Linked DNA regions of Triticum aestivum: region 1 is linked to region 2. A link is a contact called in public Hi-C data. All regions are on one chromosome and are shown on one strand. Each heading gives the region's core, a stretch centred on a gene start, on an enhancer-like site or on the middle of the called end of the contact. The rest is flanking DNA. Distances are from core to core; before and after follow the strand shown. Region 1 holds the start of LOC123189992. Region 2 holds the start of LOC123189991.

Evidence for each region. Hi-C and Micro-C count contacts between places; a contact is called where the count stands out from the background.
Region 1: a contact with region 2 is called in a Hi-C map of leaf, with 3 times the contacts expected there. The contact joins the promoter of LOC123189992 here to the promoter of LOC123189991 in region 2. A contact is called at or near these places in 3 of 5 Hi-C or Micro-C datasets (all in leaf).

Annotation. Positions count from the first base shown.
Region 1 is chr2A:653,139,854-653,147,061 of IWGSC CS RefSeq v2.1, reverse strand. LOC123189992 reads right to left here and starts at 1,519. Exons shown (of 2, transcript XM_044602530.1): 1 at 1-1,519. The coding sequence starts at 1,230.
Region 2 is chr2A:652,667,927-652,674,613 of IWGSC CS RefSeq v2.1, reverse strand. LOC123189991 reads left to right here and starts at 4,371. Exons shown (of 3, transcript XM_044602529.1): 1 at 4,371-5,161; 2 at 5,374-5,603; 3 at 5,705-6,564. The coding sequence starts at 4,801. The coding sequence ends at 6,136.

The DNA.
Region 1 (7,208 bases), core at 270-2,769, 480 kb before region 2:
CGGCGTGCGCGCCAGGGGCCGCGTGTTGAAGGCGTACGCCGTGTAGTCGGCGCGCCGGTACCAGTTGAGGAACGTCCGCGCCGGCATCTCCATCTCCCGCGGCGAGGTCACCCCCCTCGACACCAGCACGGCGAACCCCCACGCCACCGACACCGTCCACCGGTTCGCCCCGTCGTAGCAGATGGACTGCTGCATTATCCCCGCCGGGTCCAGCCTCACGGGCCCGCTGAACAGCCTCCGCACCGCCGCCGGCCGCGCGGGCGCGTTGGGGAACAGCGGCTGCACCACGTCCAGGTGGTGCAGCGTCACGATCGGCGCCACCGGGTGCGCCGCCAGGAGGCCCAGCAGGTCCCCGTACACGTCGTACTGGTGGAACCCCGGGTGCTTGGTGAGCGGCACCCCCAGCTCCGCCATGCACGCCTGGATCCGGTCGTCGCTGCCGTAGAGCGCCGGGTAGCGGCTGATGCAGCCGTCCTGAATCCGCGCGAGCGCCTCCGCCAGCGGCCTGCTGATGGCGAAGCCGCCGCCGCCGTACGCCATCCCGTAGGAGAAGTAGATGTTCTGCAGGTGGCTCTCGGAGAGGGAGCCGATGTAGTAGGGCTGGCGGTGGTCGAACTTGTTGAGGACGGTGAGCAGGTTGTCCGGGAAGAAGACGGTGTCGTCGTCGCCCATGACGAACCAGCGCACGCCGGGGAGGCCGAGGCGGAAGGTCTCGGAGACGATGCGGGAGATGCGGATGGCGGAGCGGTGGCCGCGCCGGTGCGTGTAGGGGAAGGCGGAGGTGTCGGAGGAGATCTTGATGGCCGGGAGCCCCGTCCGCGCCGTCGACATGTTGGACTCCCGCACCTCGCGGTCCAGCCAGACGTAGCCGCGCATGGCGCCGCGCGGGCGCCACCACACCTTGATGTACTCCTTGCGCTTGTCCCAGAACCGCGACGAGGCCGCGATGCCGAACACCACGTGCTGCAGCGTCGTCGCCGCGGACGCCGCGGGGGCGGCCTTACTGTCGGCCACCGCCGCAGCGGTGCGGTTGGTGGAGACGCGGGAGGAGACCGCGGTGGGGTCCGGCGGGCAGGACGCGGTGGACGAGGAGGCGGCGGAGGCGAGGAGGAGGTGGAGCGTGTAGAAGAAGTAGAGGGCGGTGAGGGGGAGGAGGAGCAGGAGGAGGAAGCGGAGGAAGGAGCCGGTGGCGGACTCCTTGCCGCCGCCGCCGCCGCCGCCCCCCTTCATTCCTGGCGCCGTGGCTGCTCCTTGCCGCCGCCGTGCCCGGCCTCACAATGCCTCTTCCTCGGCGGGCGGGCGGGGTATGCTGACCGCGACTGGTATCGGGGAGTGGGGTTCTGGCGAGTGAGATTTGGGAAGGAGATTTACAAGGGTGGGTCGCGTGGGCAGCAGCCACGGGAGTGTGCCAGGTCGCCCATCCCCTCCGCGTGTTGCTCTGCTTCTGGTTCTCAATCTCACTCTCTTCGCTTGTTCTAGCGTCGTTGCGGCGTGGACTGGGATTGAGTGGGGTTTTCGGGTGCGGTGGGGGGTGGGGGGTGGGGTGGGTGGGGCGGCGCCTTTTCGAGGTTTCTCCCGTGCCGGTGCTGCACTGCCTGCATGTCCCGTCCCTATTCAAGTGCACATTTATTTTTCAACTACTGCTAAAAAAAAGTTCGCATTTATTTATTTCCTACCAAAAAGCCTATTTATGTATTTTATGGCAAGGTGCTGCCCGGGGATGGATGATTACTTGCTGTGATGCCGCTGGCTTCTCTTTTACAGAAACGTGGGATGTTCTTCAATCGATTTGCAGATTTCGGTCCGCCGGAATAGTTGATTAGATTTCAGGCTGGCGATTTGCAGATCAGGGAGGCGCATTGATGCCCCGGCTATATTTGCGGGGTATGACTAGGTCTCAGTCGACTGAGATTTAACCAAGTCTCAGTCAAGTAATATAACATGCAAGAGAAAAATGAAAAATGAAAAATGAAAATTTTGCATGAATTTTAATATAAGATCTCACGGATATAGAGCATGATTGGTTTGTTGCTAATATTTGGCTAGCCAAATGTTGGCAATACTAAGACTTGCCAAATATTGGCAACTTTATATGAGTTAGGCAAGACAACTTGGTAACCAATTAGTAATTAGTAGCCAATATCTGGCACAATGCTAAACATTGGCATGCCAATTTTTGGCACAAAACCAATTATGCTCATAGCATTGATTGAGACTTAATGAAGTCTCAATAGCAAGACTGATATTTGTGTTAGAGCGTCAAACGATCCGGACGGGCTACTCGGTCAATGACTGGACCGGACGCAAAAACGCTACCCAATCGGTCTCCGCACAACCAACTCAAATGTCCCGACTGACCGACATTCCCTATATCCTACATATAACTAGGGCGAACATAGAGATGCCCAGACGCGTGTGCCACATCGGATTGACCGCTAGGGCTTGCGTCAATTCACCCATATCCGCTCCTCCCACCTTGCTCGAGCAGTTCTCTTCTCATCTCTGCTCGTCCTTCTCCGCACATCCATCATCGGACTTCTGTCGCTATCGGTGCTCCGCCACCATTCCAAACCCAAGGCTTTGCCACCGGACGCCCCAACTCACACGTCGTCGACCAGGCCGCCACCGGCGCAGCTCCGATACGGCAAACTCTCCTATATTTGCACCTCGCGCTCTACGTGTTCGATGAAATGTGCGAGCCGAGCATTACTTCAAGGGTTCCATCAAGGGCCGGTGCACGTCTTCTGTACACAAACTACTTCACAGCGGTCCCAACATTTCATGAAACTTTTTTCGTCGTTGCTACTGGATGAGTGAAAAGTTGTTTGTGCGGGTAGTGGAAAGGCGTGGAGAAGGCTGATGACAACTTCAAACTAAGAAAGGATTGTTGCCGAAAATTATCCTTCTCTCCTCTACACAAATGCACGGCTCCTCTTAGGATGCTTGCTTATGGTAAAGTAGCAGATGCAATTGATGCAGAAATTCGGATGGGAGAGACCACGGTCCTGAACACCACGGAGCAACTTGCACGCATTCTGGTGAAGATGTTCGGACCAGAGTATGAGAGAGCTAAATGTGGAGGACACAAAAAAATTGTTAGCAATTTGAGCAGCAAGAGGATTTACCAGTATGTTAGGTTCAGTTGATTGCATGCACTCGCAATGTAAGAACTGCCCGAAAAGTTTGTGTGGGCAATACCAAGATCACGTCAAAGAAGTCACCATCATACTTGAAGTAGTGATATCGCATAACTTCTGGATTTGACATGCTTTCTAAGGCACGTCAGGTTCATGCAATGACATCAATGTGCTCCAACGATCTCCTTTGTTCAAGAGACTCTGTGATGAGAAGCTCCACCTGTTGGGGAACGTAGTAATTTCAAAAAAAATCCTACACACACGCAAGATCATGGTGATGCATAGCAACGAGAGGGGAGAGTGTTGTCTACGTACCCTCATAGACCGGAAGCGGAAGCGTTAGCACAACGCGGTTGATGTAGTCGTACGTCTTCATGGCCCGACCGATCAAGCACCGAAACTACGACACCTCCGAGTTCTAGCACACGTTCAGCTCGATGACGATCCCCGGACTCCGATCCAGCAAAGTGTCTGGGATGAGTTCCGTCAGCACGACGGTGTGGTAACGATCTTGATGTTCTACCGTCGCAGGGCTTCGCCTAAGCACCGCTACAATATTATCGAGGATTATGGTGGAGGGGGGCACCGCACACGGCTAAGAGATCAATGATCAATTGTTGTGTCTCTGGGGTGCCCCCTGCCCCCGTATATAAAGGAGTGGAGGAGGGGGGCGGCCAAGGAGGGTGGCGCGCCCTAGGGGGGAGTCCAACTCCCACAGGGAGTAGGGCTCCCCTTTTTCCTATTAGTAGTAGGAGAGGGAAGGAAGAGGAAGGAGGGAGGAAGGAAAGGGGGGGCTTCCCAATTCGGATTGGGCTTGGGGGGGGGGGCGCCCCTCCCTTGCTCCTTTCCCCTCCTTTCCACTAAGGCCCAATAAGGCCCATATACCTCCCGGGGGGTTCCGATAACCTCCCGGTGATCCGGTATTGTCCCAATCTCACTCGAAACCTTTCTGGTGTCCAAATATAGTCGTCCAATATATCGATCTTTATGTCTCGACCATTTCGAGACTCCTCGTCAAGTCCGTGATCACATCCGGGACTCCGAACAACCTTCGGTACATCAAAATATATAAACTCATAATGAAACTGTCATCGTAACATTAAGCGTGCGGACCCTACGAGTTTGAGAAAAATGTAGACATGACCGAGACATGTCTCCGGTCAATAACCAATAGCGGAACCTGGATGCTCATATTGGCTCCTACATATTCTACGAAGATCTTTATCGGTCAGACTGCATAACAACATACGTTTGTTCCCTTTGTCATCGGTATGTTACTTGCCCGAGTTTCGATCGTCGGTATCTCAATACCTAGTTCAATCTCGTTACCGGCAAGTCTCTTTACTCGTTCTGTAATACATCATCTTGCAACTAACTTATTAGTTGCATTGATTGCAAGGCTTAAGTGATGTGCATTACCGAGAGGGCCCAGAGATACCTCTCCGACAATCGGAGTGAAAAATCCTAATCTCGAAATACGCCAACCCAACATGTACCTTTGGAGACACCTGTAGAGTACCTTTATAATCACCCAGTTACATTGTGATATTTGATAGCACACAAAGTGTTCCTCCGGTAAACGGGAGTTGCATAATCTCATAGTCATAGGAACATGTATAAGTCATGAAGAAAGCAATAGCAACATACTAAACGATCGGGTGCTAAGCTAATGGAATGGGTCATGTCAATCACATCATTCTCCTAATGATGTGATCCCATTAATCAAATGACAACTCATGTCTATGGTTAGGAAACATAACCATCTTCGATTAACGAGCTAGTCAAGTAGAGGCATACTAGTGACACTTTGTTTGTCTATGTATTCACACAAGTATTATGTTTCCGGTTAATACAATTCTAGCATGAATAATAAACATTTATCATGATATAAGGAAATAAATAATAACTTTATTATTGCCTCTAGGGCATACTTCCTTCAGTCTCCCACTTGCACTAGAGTCAATAATCTAGATTACACAGTAATGATTCTAACACCCATGGAGCCTTGGTGCTGATCATGTTTTGCTCGTGGAAGAGGCTTAGTCAATGGGTCTGCTACATTCAGATCCATATGTATCTTGCAAATCTCTATGTCTCCCACCTGGACTAGATCCCGGATGGAATTGAAGCGTCTCTTGATGTGCTTGGTTCTCTTGTGAAATCTGGATTCCTTTGCCAAGGCAATTGCACCAGTATTGTCACAAAAGATTTTCATTGGACCCGATGCACTAGGTATGACACCTAGATCGGATATGAACTCCTTCATCCAGACTCCTTCGTTTGCTGCTTCCGAAGCAGCTATGTACTCCACTTCACATGTAGATCCCGCCACGACGCTTTGTTTAGAACTGCACCAACTGACAGCTCCACCGTTTAATGTAAATACGTATCCGGTTTGTGATTTAGAATCGTCCGGATCAGTGTCAAAGCTTGCATCAACGTAACCATTTACGATGAGCTCTTTGTCACCTCCATATACGAGAAACATATCCTTAGTCCTTTTCAGGTATTTTGGGGTGTTCTTGACCGCTGTCCAGTGATCCACTCCTGGATTACTTTGGTACCTCCCTGCTAGACTTATAGCAAGGCACCCATTAGGTCTGGTACACAGCATTGCATACATGATAGAGCCTATGGCTGAAGCATAGGGAACATCTTTCATTTTCTCTCTATCTTCTGCAGTGGTCGGGCATTGAGTCTTACTCAACTTCACACCTTGTAACACAAGCAAGAATCCTTTCTTTGCTTGATCCATTTTGAACTTCTTCAAAACTTTGTCAAAGTATGTGCTTTGTGAAAGTCCAATTAAGCGTCTTGATCTATCTCTATAGATCTTAATGCCCAATATGTAAGCAGCTTCACCGAGGTCTTTCATTGAAAAACTCTTATTCAAGTATCCCTTTATGCTATCCAGAAATTCTATATCATTTCCGATTAGCAATATGTCATCCACATATAATATCAGAAATGCTACAGAGCTGCCACTCACTTTCTTGTAAATACAGGCTTCTCCAAAAGTCTGTATAAAACCAAATGCTTTGATCACACTATCAAAGCGTTTATTCCAACTCCGAGATGCTTGCACCAGTCCATAAATGGATCACTGGAGCTTGCACACTTTGTTAGCTCCCTTTGGATCGGCAAAACCTTCCGGCTGCATCATATACAACTCTTCTTCCAGAAATCCATTCAGGAATGCAGTTTTGACATCCATCTTCCAAATTTCATAATCATAAAATGCGGCAATTGCTAACATGATTCGGACAGACTTAAGCATCGCTACGGGTGAGAAGGTCTCATCGTAGTCAATCCCTTGAACTTGTCGAAAACCTTTTGCGACAAGTCGAGCTTTGTAGACAGTAACTTTACCGTCAGCGTCAGTCTTCTTCTTGAAGATCCATTTATTCTCAATTGCTTGCCGATCATTGGGCAAGTCAACCAAAGTCCACCTTTGTTCTCATACATGGATCCCATCTCAGATTTCATGGCTTCAAGCCATTTTGCGGAATCTGGGCTCACCATCGCTTCTTCATAGTTCGTAGGTTCATCATGATCTAGTAGCATGACTTCCAGAACAGGATTACCGTACCACTCTGGTGCGGATCTTACTCTACTTGATCTACGAGGTTCAGTATTAACTTGTTCTGAAGTTTCATGATCATCATCATTTGCTTCCTCACTAATTGGTGTAGGTGTCACAGAAACTGGTTTGTGTGATGTACTACTTTCCAATAAGGGAGCAGGTACAGTTACCTCATCAAGTTCTACTTTCCTCCCACTCACTTCTTTTGAGAGAAACTCCTTCTCTAGAAAGGATCCATTCTTAGCAACAAATGTCTTGCCTTCGGATTTGTGATAGAAGGTGTATCCAGGTCGCCCATCCCCTCCGCGTGTTGCTCTGCTTCTGGTTCTCAATCTCACTCTCTTCGCTTGTTCTAGCGCAGCGGCATGGACTGGGATTGAGTGGGGTTTTCAGGTGCGGTGGGGGGTGGGGTGGGTGGGGCGGCGCCTTTTCGAGGTTTCTCCTGTGCCGGTGCTGCACTGCCTGCATGTCCCGTCCCTATTCAAGTT
Region 2 (6,687 bases), core at 3,122-5,621:
ATGGGCGACGACTATGATGGAATAGACAAGGTTGCTTCTTCGTGGACCCTTTGTGGGTGGATCCCTCCGTGGACTCGCGCAACCGTTACCCTCCGTGGGTTGAAGTCTCCATCAACATGGATGTACGATAGCACCACCTATCGGAACCACGACAAAAACATCTGTGTTTCCAATTGCGTTTGAATACTCCAAACCCTTCCCTTTACATTCTTGCAAGTTGCATGCTTTACTTTCCGCTGCTCATATACTCTTTGCATGCTTGCTTGATATGTATTGTGTTTGTTAAAATTGTGCTTAAACTCCACTCCAACCTAAGAATATTAAAAACTGCAACTTTTGGCACTTAGTGTCTAATCACCCCCCCTCTAGACACCTCTTCTCGATCCTTTCAACTATCCATCTCTGTTGCCTTTAAAAGGCTTTTTCCATTGACCGGGTTGAGAGCCCCTAAATCTGGCGTTTACTGTCGTATTGTCTGGGTTGTCTTCATTGTTTTGATGCTTGCTTTTGTTGCGTCGTGGTTTTCCATTGCCATCCCTGACTTCGGATGTGCCTGGGTCGCTGGTGCTACTACGGGCCAGCCAGCTATCTTCGCCCACGCAAAAGCGGGTCATAAGGCTTGTTAGGGTTGCCATTGTCCTCGGTTTTTCCTGGCCGAGGTGTCCGGCGAGCCATTCATCCTGGATACTATGTTTGAAAGCTGCTAAGGCTTCAGCGTCCGGGCAATCGATAATTTGATTCTTCTTAGTGAGAAATATGTTCCAAAGCTTCCGGGCTGACTCTCCGGGCTGTTGAATTATATGACTAAGATCGTCTGCGTCCGGAGGTCGGACATAAGTTCCTTGAAAATTAGCCCTAAAAGCGTCCTCAAGCTCCTCCCAACTTCCAATTGAATTTTCGGGGAGGCTCTTCAGCTAGTGCCGAGCTGGTCCTTTCAGCTTGAGGATAAAGTATTTGATGGCGTGGAGGTCGTCTCCGCGAGCCATATGGATATGGAGGATGAAGTCCTCAATCCAGACCCCGGGGTCTGTCGTTCCGTCGTACGCCTCTATGTTCACGGGTTTGAATCCCTCTGGAAATTCGTGATCCAGCACCTCATCGGTGAAACATAGGGGGTGTGCGGCACCCCTGTATTTGGATGTGTCCCAGCGTTCCGACGGTTGTAGCATTTGGTTTTGATTGTGCGCTGGAGCACGCTTCCTAGATCCGTAGATGGATCTGGTCACACCGGCATTTTGATGTAAGTCCTTGCGTGGATCGTGTGCTGGCTTGTGTGCGGCCTCGTTAGCCGCCCTATCACGGCCACGAGGTGGTCGATCCGACTGATCAGCCGCTTTATTTTTCGGTTGTATAGGCTCTAAAGCCTTGTCATCAAATTCGGGCAACAACTTGCGCTTTGGATAGCTCTTTGTGTGGTAAGTACCACCATACTTTTCTTCATTGTCGAGCACTTTTTTCCATCTACTGTTGAGCATATTCTACGCGGCCTTAAGCCTTTGCTTCTGCTTCTTCAGACTCCTCGCAGTGGCAATAAGCCTTCTATGGAGGTTCTCTTGTTCCAAGTGCCTTTCGGGGATGATGTTTGCATCTTTGTCTGGACCGTTTCCTCTCTAGAGGGAGATTGATGAGCTTTATCCTCGGCGTCGTCGTGTTCGGATAGCGGATCCGTACTATGTTCGCCAGTTGCTGGTTCATCCTGCTCTATTGCTGGATCCATGTGGTCGTCATTTCCTTTGGATTCGACCGGGGTGTTATTCTTTCTTGCGCTGTTATCGCTGTTGAGGCGGGATTTAGAGCGGCGCCTACGTCGTCGCTTTGGTTGCTTCTCGAGGAAATTGTCCTTCGCTGCATCCTTCCATTCCTCATCATTGTTCTCTTTGGGTGTATCCACCATGTATATATCGTGTGATGAGGTGGCAGTCCAGCGCCCTGTGGGCGGTGGTTCCTGTTCGTCTCCTGCATCGTCGTCCATACCGTCGATGTCTTTAGAGCCGAAATCGAGCATGTCGGTTAAATCATCGACAGTGGCTACTAAGTGGGTGGTGGGTGGGCAGCGAATTTCTTTGTCGTCGGCACCCCATTCTAGCCGGACATAGTTCGACCAAGGGTCCCCTGACAAGGAGAGAGACCTTAATGAATTTAGCACATTGCCCAAAGGCGAGTGCTGAAAGATATCCGCGGAGGTAAACTCCATGATCGGTGCCCAATCAGATTCGATAGGCATGGATGCAAGCGGTTCGGGGCCTGTGGCCGGGGATGAATCTGAGGATCCGGCGACATAGGTCTCATAAGAGGTGAAGTCGGTATTTGGCTCTATGGCCACTGAGCGTGTGGCCTCTGAGGCGGGGTCCATCCGCCCGTCCTCGGATGGCGCAATCGACTCCGGATCTAGGGCCGGAGTAGGCATAGGTGTGATCTCCCGAACACCGTCCGGCGGCAGAGCTAAGTCGTGCCCGTCATGACTGTGTGGCGCACCTGACATGGGCTCGAATCCGTCAAAGATCAAGTCTCCGTGGATGTCGGCAGTGTAATTTAAATTTTCGAACCTGACCTGACGGCCGGGGGCGTAGCTCTCGATCTGCTCCAGATGGCCAAGCGAGTTGGCCCGCAGTACGAAGCCGCCAAATACGAAGATCTATCCGGGGAGGAAAACCTCACCTTGGATCGCATCGTTATCGATGATTGAAGGAGCCATCAAGCCTTTATCGCGACAACACAGTGGAACGCTCAATGAAAGCACCAATGTCGGTGTCAAAACCGGCGGATCTCGGGTAGGGGGTCCCGAACTATGCGTCTAAGGCGGATGGTAACAAGAGGCGGGGGACACGATGTTTACCCAGGTTCGGGCCCTCCCGATGGAGGTAATACCCTACTTCCTGCTTGATTGATCTTGATGATATGAGTATTACAAGAGTTTATCTACCACGAGATCATAGAGGCTAAACCCTAGAAGCTAGCCTATGGTATGATTGTTGTTCGTCCTATGGACTAAAACCCTCCGGTTTATATAGACACCGGAGGGGGCTAGGGTTACACAGAGTCGGTTACAAGGGAGGAGATCTACATATCCGTATTGCCAAGCTTACCTTCCACGCCAAGGAGAGTCCCATCCGGACACGGGACGAAGTCTTCAATCTTGTATCTTCATAGTCCAACAGTCCGGCCAAAGGATATAGTCCGGCTGTCCGGAGACCCCCTAATCCAGGACTCCCTTAGCCACCGCCTAGGCGGCACCAGCGTACACAACCGGTGTCTTGCCCGGTTCTTCTCTTTCAAGGACCTCCGTCGATCCCACATGGGCTTCATGGAAGCGGAGCCGCCGCCTTCCTCTCCCGTTGAAGCATCGACGGGGGGTTCCACTCTGATGAGTGGCGGCGTTGTGCTGAAGCATAAACCTCCAGGGTCCTGCAGTCCGGTGATCGGGCTGCCGGATATGAGGAAGACAAAGGGATCCACGGGCGCCGATTTAGATTAGGTATTATTATACCTTTAGAGCCGGACTAGCACCGTTGATGTAAATTTAATGAAATCCATCGTGTTTATATGAAAATCTGAGTGTTTTTTTATATGAAATCCGTCATGTTTGCATGAAATCTGGCCGTGTTTGCACGAATTTCGTCCGATTGGTTTGAGTTGTTGTGAAAATGTATGCGGCTATGGTTTGGATGGCTGTCTCCCGCATCCGTGTCCGCGGACTGGTCCCCTCCCCCTGTCCGCGGACGGATGCGGGAGGTTTTTTGCGAGTTGCCGTTGGAGATGCCCGGAGAGCAAACAGTAACTTCATAACTATATGTGCGTTGCACGTGCATGTTTACTAGTCAACTTAGTACTAACACTGCGAACCAACTTGTGGTTGGATGGTTAGAGAGACAGTGGTATTCTCAACCCACCAGGGTCCAAGTCTTTCACTGGGAGGAGACGTCCCCGTTGACGACGAGACACCTACGATGACTTCGTAAATCTCAAAATGATATGCCGGCTCAGTCTCTCGAAGGTGCTCATAAAGGCAGGATGTGTGTGCGTTCATAGGGGTGAGTGTATGCGCGTATGTATGAGCGCTTGCATCTGTACTATGTTATAAAAAACTTACTTTTTTTGAGACAAAACAAACTTAGTACTAGCACTAGAGTTGCTCTTAGCAATGTTTGAGAAAAGGAGTTTTTTTAAGACAATTTGAGAAAGGAGTAGAATGGGGGATAGCGTGAGAGAAAAGAAGCTGGGGTCGAGTTTCAAAAAAAAAAAAGAAGCTGGGGTCCCGTCGCTTGGGCCCGGCGTTTCTTGGGCCAGACTACTGGGCTCTTGGCGGGCTGAGCGTAAGGCGGAGTACAAGTACCCCAACCCAGCTGTTTCGTTGAAACCCTAATCTCATATAGGACCAGGCGGCGGCGGCGGCGGCGGCGCGGCGGCGAGTATACTCGTAGACAGCAAGCCTGAATCCCCAAAAAAACTAGAGAGCGAGAGGATTTGGAAATCCCAGATCTTTGAAGGAGATGGAGATGGAGATCGAGAGGGACTCCCAGGAGCAGAGGAGGATGTGGATCGCAGACCACTCGTTGAAGCATGCGAAGATGCTAGCAGAGTTCGGCTATGATATGCCGAGCAGGAAGACCACTATGTCCCTGAGGAAGGAGGCCTCCACGTCCCTGAGGTTGGAAGATGGAGGCTTGGTTGACGCTCTTTGTCGCCACCGTGAGATCCTGAGGAGGGAAACCAACTTCTTGATGGGGGAGGTCAATTCACGGGCGCTTGCAACTTTAGGCGGAAGGAAGGCTTACAGGGAGTCGATCCAACGGGAGAACAATGTCGCCGTCGCTCTTCTCCGATTCGTTCGCCTCAAGAACGGTCGACTTGGTGGGGGTGAGCTTGCCCCACTTTGTCACCAGCCATGAGGAGTCCCTGGATCTTCTCTTGCGCGAGTCGGATCATCTGGGCCGCCGGATCCAGTCTCTGGCGTCCATAATGAGGAAATTTGATATCCCCGTCTCCTCCGACAAGCCCAAAAAGCTGCTGTTTCTCATGTCACGCGCAGCTGTGATAATCTCCAAGACTATGAAGAATTATTCCAAGGAGGATGCTACTTCTTCAAAGCTTCTTCACCGTGCCCACTGGGAATCTATATGGGGCAGTCAGATGGCAAGCCATGGTGTCTTCGATGATATAAGTATTTTTGTTGTCAGCTTGCTTTCTTCTTCTTAATTACTACCCATGTCCCGTTCAATTAATAATGCAATCGGACCACTCTCTATTTTCACTCTTCGTATACTTGCTTAATTAATTTTGTAATTTGTTAATATAGATTTTTTTTGCGGTTGATTAAGATAGATTTTCTAACAATGCACTCTTGTTTGACTTTGATTTTGGTGCTGCACGCAGCCACACTGAGTCCTATGCAATTCACGCCATCCACACCTGGTATTACTCCCTACTCTGCTACCACCTGCCCAGCATTGCAGATCTACTCTATCAAAATTGTTGACCTCAACGTCAACTTGAGCTGGCCGCTCCGAGTGTACGGTGTTGTCGCCGCCAGAGACACTGTGGACCGCAACCGCAACCTTCTCTTCTACCGGTCCAGGGCTAACTACCAATTAGTCGAGAAAGATGTATGTATAAATACTAAGTCTTCTCCTTAATTTGCTTGCTTGTCCATTTTTCAATTAAGTGTTAGTAATGATAAGTCGAACGATAACGATGGTGCTTCCAGGATCCTTTTTTGCGCTTGACTGGCCCGTCTCGCGCAATTTTGGCCAGCAACCCGGTGACATTTGAAGTTGAACTAAAAACTGTGTATCCTGGAGCGGAGCCGGATCCCCAAGGCGCATTGCTCTCTTGCGTCTATGATTGGCGCGCCGTGCAGGATACCACCCCTATGTTCCTTGGCTATGCTTGTTCTGCACAGTTAAGCCTTGAGCAACTTCCTAGAGCAATCCAGGCCACTATCATGGGTGTCCACATTGTTGATGGCTCATGGCCTCCTAAATATGGATGCCGGGTTTCTTGCTCCTTGTCTGCTCCAGATGATCCCACTCCTAGGGAAGTGTTGTTGCTTGATTGTTCCCGTTCTGATGCTGAAAAAAAAAAGCCCTGTTGGATCAGATGGCTACTTTGGTCTGGCAAGGAATGTTGTTTCAGCTGAACTACAATCAACACTGAAAGTTGTCATACAAGCCCAGTCGTGGAGGCATGGTGGTGCACAGGGTCATGTCGAGTTCCCTGTCCAACAATACTGCCAAACAAGCAAGGGTTCATGTGTTGTAGGCATGTGTAAGGTCGAGGTTGTTGTTGCTTGGTCCCTCCTTGTCGAGAACAAGCTGAATCTCATGCTTTGAGACGTGAGATCTACTATGTAAGAGTCAGCTCTAGCTTGCGACTCATCTTGACCCAGATATTCGTGTACTGACTATTAGCTTATCTTGTGAAACATTGTTATGCTGGTGGTTTGCTAGCATGTTAAGCATTTCTGTTCGGACCAACTATGTAAGATGTTGAGTATCAGTTCTGGTTTCTGTCATCCAACTATATATAACTTGTATGTCATGTCGTGAAGTGTTCTGTTTTGATTAATTTGTAGTTGTGGTGTCTTTTGTTACTGTGTTGGTTTGTTAAAATGTAAGTCTTTGTGTATAGATTTGTTCGCACTTGAGTCTATGTAGTATCACATCATCATTAGTGGCTTCTATTACATTA